Linked DNA regions of Mus musculus: region 1 is linked to region 2. The links are chromatin contacts, called in public Hi-C maps. All regions are on one chromosome and are shown on one strand. Each heading gives the region's core, a stretch centred on a gene start, on an enhancer-like site or on the middle of the called end of the contact. The rest is flanking DNA. Distances are from core to core; before and after follow the strand shown. Region 1 has its middle 47 kb from the start of Gm25633. Region 2 holds the start of Ncam1 (neural cell adhesion molecule 1).

What was found. A called contact is a pair of places that touch in the nucleus more often than the background predicts.
Region 1: a contact with region 2 is called in a Hi-C map of olfactory sensory neurons, with 3 times the contacts expected there. The contact joins the enhancer-like site here to the promoter of Ncam1 in region 2. A contact is called at or near these places in 3 of 39 promoter capture datasets (the 3T3-L1 cell line and frontonasal cranial neural crest), 16 of 484 Hi-C or Micro-C datasets (the HL-1 cell line, the N1E-115 cell line, the Patski cell line and 10 more), 5 of 115 datasets of contacts at active chromatin or transcription factors (embryonic stem cells and neural progenitor cells) and 1 of 9 other capture datasets (pancreatic islet).

Annotation. Positions count from the first base shown.
Region 1 is chr9:49,871,087-49,875,726 of GRCm38.p6, forward strand. No RefSeq gene overlaps it. Among named protein-coding and RNA genes, the nearest start is that of Gm25633, 47 kb to the left of the region's middle. Within about 2 kb of position 2,690, at least 114 of the 459 cell types and tissues checked have an H3K27ac peak or open chromatin away from gene starts, as enhancers often do. A contact at or near this core is called in the N1E-115 cell line, cerebral cortex, cortical glia and 5 more, where this site is marked.
Region 2 is chr9:49,797,024-49,801,456 of GRCm38.p6, forward strand. Ncam1 (neural cell adhesion molecule 1) reads right to left here and starts at 2,046. Exons shown (of 19, transcript NM_001113204.1): 1 at 1,655-2,046. The coding sequence starts at 1,706.

The DNA.
Region 1 (4,640 bases), core at 1,440-3,939, 75 kb after region 2:
GTGTGTACCCATGTGGAAGACACCACTTATGTCTCTCCATCTCCTGAGGCATCAAGAGGACAGCGATACAATGAAGCCTGTGGGAGAGAATGTTTATGGGAAGGATGCACCAGTCTATTCTGATTTCAAGGACAGGCCAGATGAAAAAGGAGATAAGACAGTATAGAGAGCCCCGAAGTCTTTATGGGCACACTTTAAAATATAAAGGTACATTTTCTGAAATCTATTTGCAATATTAAGACCCTGGGTCTGGCTGTTTGTGCTCAATCAGACTTGGTCAAACGGTCCCCTGAGAATCTCTGTACGGCTGATCTACTAGCACCCAAGATTCCACATGGCCAACAGCCCATTCCTCATCTGTCCACCCTGGCATGCATCTGATTCCTTTCTGTAGTAAAGCCACCAGCATGCATCCAGGCATCCAAGTCCTAGATGCACTACTGTTTGTAGATCCTTCCTTCACACTGTATCAATAGCCAGTCCACAAGTCATCTTCCTAATGCTTTCTTCTGTCTCTCAACTTCTTTTTTAATTTCTCTTCCTGAAATGTTTCAGTTATGTCCCACACGGGTCCTTGGCTCCAGATTGGTACCCCTGAGGTTCAGATGGAACATTAGTACCATCTCATATCTTGCTTAATACTCTCCGTAGACTCTTCATTGGACAAAGCAATGGGTACTTTTTAACCGTTGCAGGATGTTTTTCATTGGGGCCCCAAAGCATGAGGTAAGAACTGAGTCCCCAATGAGTTCCCTGCTTGGTCAGTTACTGTCTTCATCTCTGGCAACACTAAAGAGCTCAGTGCCTATTTGAGTCGTGTGAAATACAATGCCACAGAGTGTTCAAGTCACTTCACATGTTCCATGAGCTGGCTCTGCGCTCTCTTCTGCGGGTTACCTGTTCTTCTTCTTCTTGCCACTCTCTCCCTCACACTGTAGTTGGGTACCAGGATGACTGACCTGCTCCAAGCTTCTCACGGATTCAATGCTCCAGGCTCTCATTGTCTTGTCCATGCCAACCCCATGCTAGGACACCTTCCTCTCCTCAGTTTCCTCAGCCCCTCAAGATCCTGGGCAGACAGTGACTCCTACCATACATAGGCTCCTCTAAACCCCATGTTGGGCCAGCTGTCTTTGTTCTCTGTTCCATGAACTTCATGGGCATAACTTGTCCTGAGGTGGACTGTGCACATGGTCTCCTCCAGGAGACTGTTAGATCCATGAAGAGCAGACTGTAGCTCATTCATCTGTCTTTGGCTCCTGACATGGTGCCTGTGCCTGGTATGTAGTGAATGTCTGGTCAGTCTTACTGAGCTGCGGAGCATGGAACTCAGAGCATGTCTCTTCCCTGCTCTCTGCACATCACCCACATCCTACGGTGTCACCTGAAAGTCACTGAGCACTTCTTTACCCTGTGACTGCAGACTGGGGATACTGGGAACTTTTCTCGGGGAACTCAGGCTGACTGGTAAGGACCAGACCAATGGCGTTCACTTCCTCTTCTGCTTCTCTCCTCCCCTTCCCCATCTCCTCTTACTCACTTCCTGTCCCCTCCCACTAAGTCTAACGCAACATCAGTACCTATCACAGAGAAAAATGACATGAGATACCCCCTATGCAGGGCCAGTGAGCAGTGAAAGTGGGATGCCGAGTCTTTAAGTGATGGGCAGCTTTTGGAGGAAGAGATGGGGGTAGGGATGGACTTGTTTCTGCAAATGGACCTGAGCTTCTTCATCCATTCTCTCTGACTGGAGCCTGTCTGAGTCACTTAGCACCCAAGACTCAGAGGACAGAAAGACCTTGGTCATAGTGTTCTTGGGGGATGGGGTCAGTAGTTAGATCACATTTTCAAACCAATGTAAAAATTATGTCAGCGCTTAACTGTGTCCTGTTCAGTTTATATACTCACAGTCTGTCTAACTCCTACCTTTCAGAATATGACTGATAATAGTCTTTATAGGGGTAAATGAGGCCATTAGAGGGAGTTCTAACCCAATGTGACTAGTGTCCTTACAAGTCAAGCGAATTTGGACAAAGATATAATTACAGAGAGGAGACCAGGAAATGACTTCTCAAGAGGCCACAGAGGAAAGCAGCCCACATCTGGATCTCAATTTTTTTGGCTTCCAGTTGTTTGAGAGGATACATACCAGTGGTTGAGGATACCACTATGAGCCATTTTAGTACAGCGGGCCTAGCAATCAGTTAGGCGTATTCGAGAGATCTTGGGGGCTATGACAGGCCTGACTGTTGTTATATCATCTCTTGGAGGGTTTCCTGATATATCCCCATAGGCTCCTGGTGCCTATTTTAAGGAGCCTTTTGATTTCATAGTCTCCCTCCCCCCCCACCCCCCGCCCCTGCTCTCCCTGGTGCCTGTGTAAAGGTGCTGGGATTACCAACTCTATCTCAACTAGGCTTTAAACATCATCCTGCCTTTCACATTTGCAGGGCCTGAGACAGGGATGGTGCCCAGTAAACAAAGAGTGACTTGATGAGTGGGCTTTGCTCAGGGTGTTTCCCACCAGTAGCTCTCCTGCTTACACACTGCCCTGTCTTGGGGCTTTCAGCTCCCTTCCTCTCCAGGGCCCTGGCAATGATGGGAAACAGCCCTCAGAGGGAGGAGGTTAGAGATGCAGTGGCCTAGATGGACGAAGCAAGATGATTGGTCCTTGTCTTGTCAAATGATATGATTGGCTGGCTTGCTGGCTGAATATACCCCCGTGATTGGCTCTCCAGGCAGTAAAGGAGGAGAATGAATCCCTTCCCTTCAGGCGGTTCCTGCCAGCTTTCTGGGTGGATGAGCAGAGTCTGTGGTTGCTGAGCTTGCTTGTCAAGTCTGTTTGCTTCAGCCTCAAGGTGCAGAAACTACACACAGCCCAGAGCACCCGGCTCTTCTCCAGACCCGCAGGAAGGGGATTAGCTGCGGGTCAGTAGGGGTCTAACACAATCTTTCTCTGTCGGGCAAACAAAACAACTATTGATATTGCTGCTTTCTGGTCTTAACCCTTTTAACTGGGGGCAGAAAATCAAACCATCTACACCCCGGGCCCTCTCTGTTTCTCTTCTGCTTTGGATTCTTTCTCCCTCTCAGGATTGGACCCGTGCTTTCTTTTTCCTGCAAGTTAAAACTGTAGCTTTTCACCTGGTCTGCCAAATCAGAAAGGATTAGCAAGGAGGCGAGGCTACCCATCCTTAGCGGTCTTGGCGTGCTCCCTGCTATTCTAGCAGCCCCAGCAATATTGGGAAGTCTGCAAAATGGTAATCATTATCATTATAATTATGTTTTCAAAACTGTATTATTAATTAATTAATGAGTTAATTAATTTTTGTCTCACATTTTACAAGAAATGTCCATTGGGGCATTCAGTGGCTTGATCAATATTGAAGAGGTTGCTATACACCTAGGGGACTTACAGACCCAATAGCTGAGGTGCGGGTATACCACTGTGGATTTGGGGAAAGAGCTGTGTATTAATGCACTCAAGGCATTCCACAAGCTTAATTCCACAGAGTGGAAAATCATCACCCAGTCCTTCTTTTCTGACTTGTCTCAGAAACTTATTCCTTGTGCTCACTGGGCATGCATCTGCTCCCTGGGAGGCTTCTGATCTGGACAGGACTCAGTAAGTAACATCTGTGGTTCTAGGTGAGGATAATGGCTGGCAGGGCATACCTTCTTTCTTTGCTTTTACACTCTGGCAGAGGCCTGGAAAGCTGAGCCCACTCATTGGCCATTTTCTCCAAGGGACTTTCCCCGAGCGACCCACTTCAACATTTATGCCAGGCTTCATGTCCTTGACACTTTCCTGGTCCATTCTTGATCTCCTGTTGTGCCAGGTAGACTTCCCATGTGTTCATTTCAGTCTGGTCAAAATGGCACTGAGTTTAAAAATATAAATAGTAAAACTGCTTTTCGGGGGGGGGGGGACCAAATAACTAGGCTGAATAAACAGATATGTCCGATGGTGGCCTGACCTTGGACTTGATCCCAGTCATTCCTCATGAGTCATCTCTAACCATTGCAAGTTGGGTCTCTGCATACCAGTGGAGGTACCTGTTATGAGTGACAGAAGCTACAGGCCTTACTTACTCATGGGAAACATCCTTAACAAAGAGTTTCACATGACCCTAGTAGCCAGTAAGCACCCTCTAGATGACAGGAGCCATGGCTGTTAGCCAAGAGTGGAAGGGGACAATGAAAGAAGGCTTCAATACATTTCCTTCAAGTTCCCAGGAACATCCTTCTCAGTTGGGGTTCACACTTGTCTATCCTAAGGGACAAGGAGTCTCTACTGACTGTCAGTTGACGATGGAGATCCCATGGGAGGCAGGGATGTAGGGATGTGTCTCTTGAACCTTTTGTGCTGTAGTAACTTGAATGATCCTTCTGAGACCTGTGTGTTTTGTGCTCTTGGACTGAACTTGAGCTTTTACCAGTGACTAATCCAGGTGACCACTAAAGACTTGCTCACTCTGATTGCCTAGGTCTCAAACATCATCACACAGGAGTCATACAGGAGTGATTTAAAGCATCAGAAATCTGTGCTGGGGTGATGGCTTAGTCTATAAAGAGCCTGCTGAGCAAGCTTGGCATGGTGGTACACATCTGGAACTTTAGCTCCCAGAGGATGGAGACAG
Region 2 (4,433 bases), core at 796-3,295:
CGAGAATAAGCTAGCTGGACCAAGAGATGTCCCAGGGCCTATCCTTCTCCATTTTACGTCCTCGAAAACGGCCGTGCAGCTAGGGGCAGTAACAGGGCGGGGTCTCTCCCAACGGGAGGCGAGCGAGACCGTTAAGCTAGAACACCCGGGGACCATCCTGGCAGCTTGGGCGCCACCCGCGCCGCAATAAAAGCCTCTCGCGGCTTCCCGCCCAGCCAGCCTCGCTCTGATTGGTCGCCGATCAGAGTTGGCTGGAGGCGGTGGCCCAGCTCTGCTCTCTTGCTGCCCTCGGAGGGGGGCGCACTGGGTGCTCCCGGGGCCGCTCTGTGGGCTCCACACCCAAGGCTTAGAGATCTGGACCAGTACAGCCACACCAGGCAGAAGCCACAGCCATGCGCGGTCTCCTCCGCCTAGCCTGCTTTCAGCTGGTGCTTGGCAGCACACGCCCCCCCCCCGCCCCAGCTGTCGGCCCATCCCACCCAGCTCTCGGCGGCCCCAGTGCCCTTTGCTTCCCCCTCTCCCAGTCCATTGGGACGCCAAAGCACAAATCCTTGGGTGGGGTAGGGGCAGCAGCTGGAAGGGAGGGTGGGCACACTGAGGAATTTTCCAGGGAAAGCCGAGATGGAAATAGCCAAAATGCAATGCGCCCCCTTCCCGAATGCTAAGGATCTCTGGGCGGTGGCACAGCCCTCGCCACCCGCGACAGCGTCGCTACGGTCTTTCTCCCGAGCTCCCCATTGTTCACACTTTGCCAGGATCAGGAATATCGCCCAGAGAAAGGAAGAGGTGTCTTGGGCAGCTGGCTACCTGCCATTCTTCGCTGGCACCGTGCAACCCTAGGCTCTCGGTGCGTGTAAAGGCACACGCGCGCACACGCGCGCGCACACACACACAACCAGGCAGCCCCGATCACGCCCTCCTCACCCTCCGCCCCTCTGCACTTCCTCCTGTCAAAACGCGGCGCTGGACCCTCCCATCCCTCCGTGCTCCCGGCCGAGGGCAGGTTTTGCAACTACCCAGCAATTTGGCAAATGAAAAACTAACGTCATTTGCACGGGGGTGCAGGAACGACCACAGGGCCCTGCGGTGCTGCCGGTGGTTGCCCCATTTTGCAAACCGTTATTCGGGGCGGGGAAGACGGGGGAGTAAGCGAAGGCTGCAAGCCTCACTTTACCCCAGCCCGGGACATAACGGTGGGGGTAAAACTGCCCCAGCCTTATTGTTCACTCTTCTCGAAGCTTGACAAACACCTCTAGGTGAAAGATGAGCCTGGGGGGCGACACCACCCGAGCCACGCATCCGCCACCCGCCTTCGGGGAAGGGGAAAGCAGCGCTGCCCATCACGGCAGCATCCCGGTCCCCATACCCCTGTCCCACCTCCGCGGGCACACAAGTGGGAAGGGCGTGCGCGGCCGCCACTGAGCGGGGAGGCAGCCGCGTCCAGCGCCGTCCCGGAGGGCACGGGTTTGGCTGGCCAAGCAAGGACGATACGATGCGCTCCCTTCTCAGCTCAGTGAAAATGCTGTCTTTGCTTTACACACAAAACCAGCCAAAAGAACCGGGCTTCTCGGGGATAGGGAGAGAAGACAGGGGCAAGCGGACAATTAACAGACCCGATGTAGATTTTTTTTAATTAAATTAAATTAAAATGTACCTGCAGTTCCCAGGAAAAACAAAGTCCAGATGAGATCCTTAGTTCGCAGCATTGTAAACTGCCGGCTGGGAGGGATGTTCTGGCCGCGGTAAATTCAGTGCCTTCCCCTTGCAAGCGACTGTGGACGGCGGCGGAGCAATGGACCGAGGAGCAGACAATTGCCAGGCTGGGTATGATTATTTTTGCAGAATTGTTTCTTGCCAGCCACTGCCGAGCTGCGTTCACGCGCTGAGCGGAGAATGAGTGACAGTCCCAGCCTCAGCACACTCGCAACTCGGAGATCCCTGCGCTGGCCCGGGTTGGCTTTGATGGAACTGGGGATGCGAGCGACGGGCGGGGGGCGGAGGTGAGAGCCTCACTGTGTCCTTCCACCACGCCGACCACAAATAGTTCCTAACATCCAGGAGGTAAGAGACAGGGGAGGCAGATGCGGCTGCCTGTAAAACGCGGCCTGGAGTTACCAAGGGAGCCGGGCTCTTTCACAGGGAACCTTCCAGGCAGAGCTGGGATTTCTTTTCACCCTTTTCCTTCATTCACGTCTTTGGAGATCATTCTGCCCTCCGGCGTTCCTTAATCAGGAATTTGAACGTTTTTAATAATTAGGGGGAAAAAGAATTTTAGATTCGGTTCGATTTTCAAAGTTGTGGACACCCCCCCCTCCAGTTTAGTTACTAAAGTCCTTGCAATAAAAAGCATATGGCTGCTTCTGCTTCTTCTTCTTCTCCTTCTTCTCCTTCTTCTCCTTCTTCTCCTTCTTCTCCTTCTTTTCCTTCTTTTCCTTCTTTTCCTTCTCCTCCTCCTCCTCCTCCTCCTCCTCCTCCTCCTCCTCCTCCTCCTTCTCCTTCTTTTCCTCTTCCTCCTAAGAGAAGGAAATTGGAAATTTGGAGAGAGCTGAGGGCTGTGGAGGTTTGTTTTGTTGTTTGTTTTCTCCTGGCTATGAAGTTCATCTTCCCACAGAGGGAGCAACTCACAGCAGCACAACTCAGATCTCAGAAGTAGGGGGTGGGGAAGCCAGTCAAAAGAAAATGCAGAGCCATTTATAAGTAATATTCAGGAATAACCAGAAACTGGTATTGGGATCCTCCCTCTCTCTCCCTCCTTTGCCCTGGCTCTTCTGTGTGTATTAAGGCACAGGAGCGACAGCAAGCATCCTCCTTCAGCGGGAGACCTCCACTCTTAAGGCTATGAAAATACAATATGACTGAGATATCAACACAAAGACTTCCATTAATCAAGCAGCCTTGTTTGTTAAAAGAGGGGATGGGAACATAGTGAAATCAACACTCTTTAGCACCTGAGTGGGGCTTGAGTTGTGCAGGAAATACAAGTGAGGGTGCTCCAGAAGTGGCTCTGCTCAGTGAAGCCCTCTGACAGACCAAAGAGCCAGTTCACACACAATCCCAAGCCCTGCAATGTTCTTTAAAGGGCAGACTCCTTGATGCTTTAGCAGTCAGAAAACCCACCTTCTGCTAGCTGACCAGTCACCATCCAGCTCTCCTTTCCTCTGTATAATGTACCCAGTCCTATCACATGCTGCGGGTTCCAAGGATCCATGAGAAGCAGTCTGTCTCCCAGGAATCTTTCATGTTCACTTTTTAAATTTTTGCCTTATGGTGATTATAAACAATTCAAAAATACAGAAAAGTAAAAAGAATATCTCTTTGCCCCAGATTCTAAAGATAGCCCAATTTTTCTAAGTTGTGTATATATATGCATACAAATTTTGTGTGTGTGTTTGAGAGAGAGAGAGAGAGAGAGAGAGAGCGCACATGTGCATGTGAATACAAGATAAAGCTGCCACAACCTGAGAGTTCTGAACCATAAGTACAAATGACCCTTTCCTCTCCGTAAGGGGTTTACATGAGGTCTTTGTCCCTGAGCCAACAACCTGATTAATATTATGCACGTCACATATATTTTTACATATTGCTAGTTGTGTCTTTGACGACACACTGTCTTTTGCCAGTATATAAAATGACCACCTTATAACTTTATGAGATAAATGTCTCTGACTCTTTCCTAATTGAGTTTTCTACACAGACAAAGATGGAGAGACTAGGCAGAGGGTAGAGAGGAGTGAAGGTTGGAGCATCCAAAATAAGAGTTTTCTAATTTTACCACCCAGAGTGAGAGACACACCCATTCCTGCAAACTTTGCTTCTTATAGCCCATGTCAGAAGAATTAAAAGATTCCTCTCCAAATGTTTCTATTTTTAGCCTTCAGATGTAGACAAGTGTGGAAATCCTATCTCACTTCAGCATGAATAGATTTTTTTTCCCTTTCTGTTTCTCTCCAGCCCCTCCCATTGCCATGTAGCTGTTTCTGTTGTCATGACTGTTCTGGGATTCTGCCCACTTACTTCTGTCCACACTCCTAGGGTTTCTAACATGGTCCTTTAACAGGATGGGTAACTGGTCCCTAGTTCTTCAGCTTTCTTCTGTGTTACTTTTCCACACTGCCCATAAACCATTTTTGTTAAATTTGATGATGCTGTGGCTGTGAATACCTCTGCCGCTAGAGAGAGAGACAGAGACAGAGAGAGAGAGAGAGAGAGAGAGAGACAGAGAGAGAGAGAGAGAGAGAGAGAGAGAGAGAGAGAGAGAGACCAGGCTGTTAGACACACGTCAATAAGCAGCTCCATGAAGAGGAAGAAGACACCTAGACCAGACCATATGTAGGAAAAGAGATTTGTTTGTGTGGTCTGAGAAGACCAAATGGCCAGAGCAAGAGGCCAGTCAGGTCAGTGTTAGAATGGCATGGTGCGTCCTAGTGGAAGAC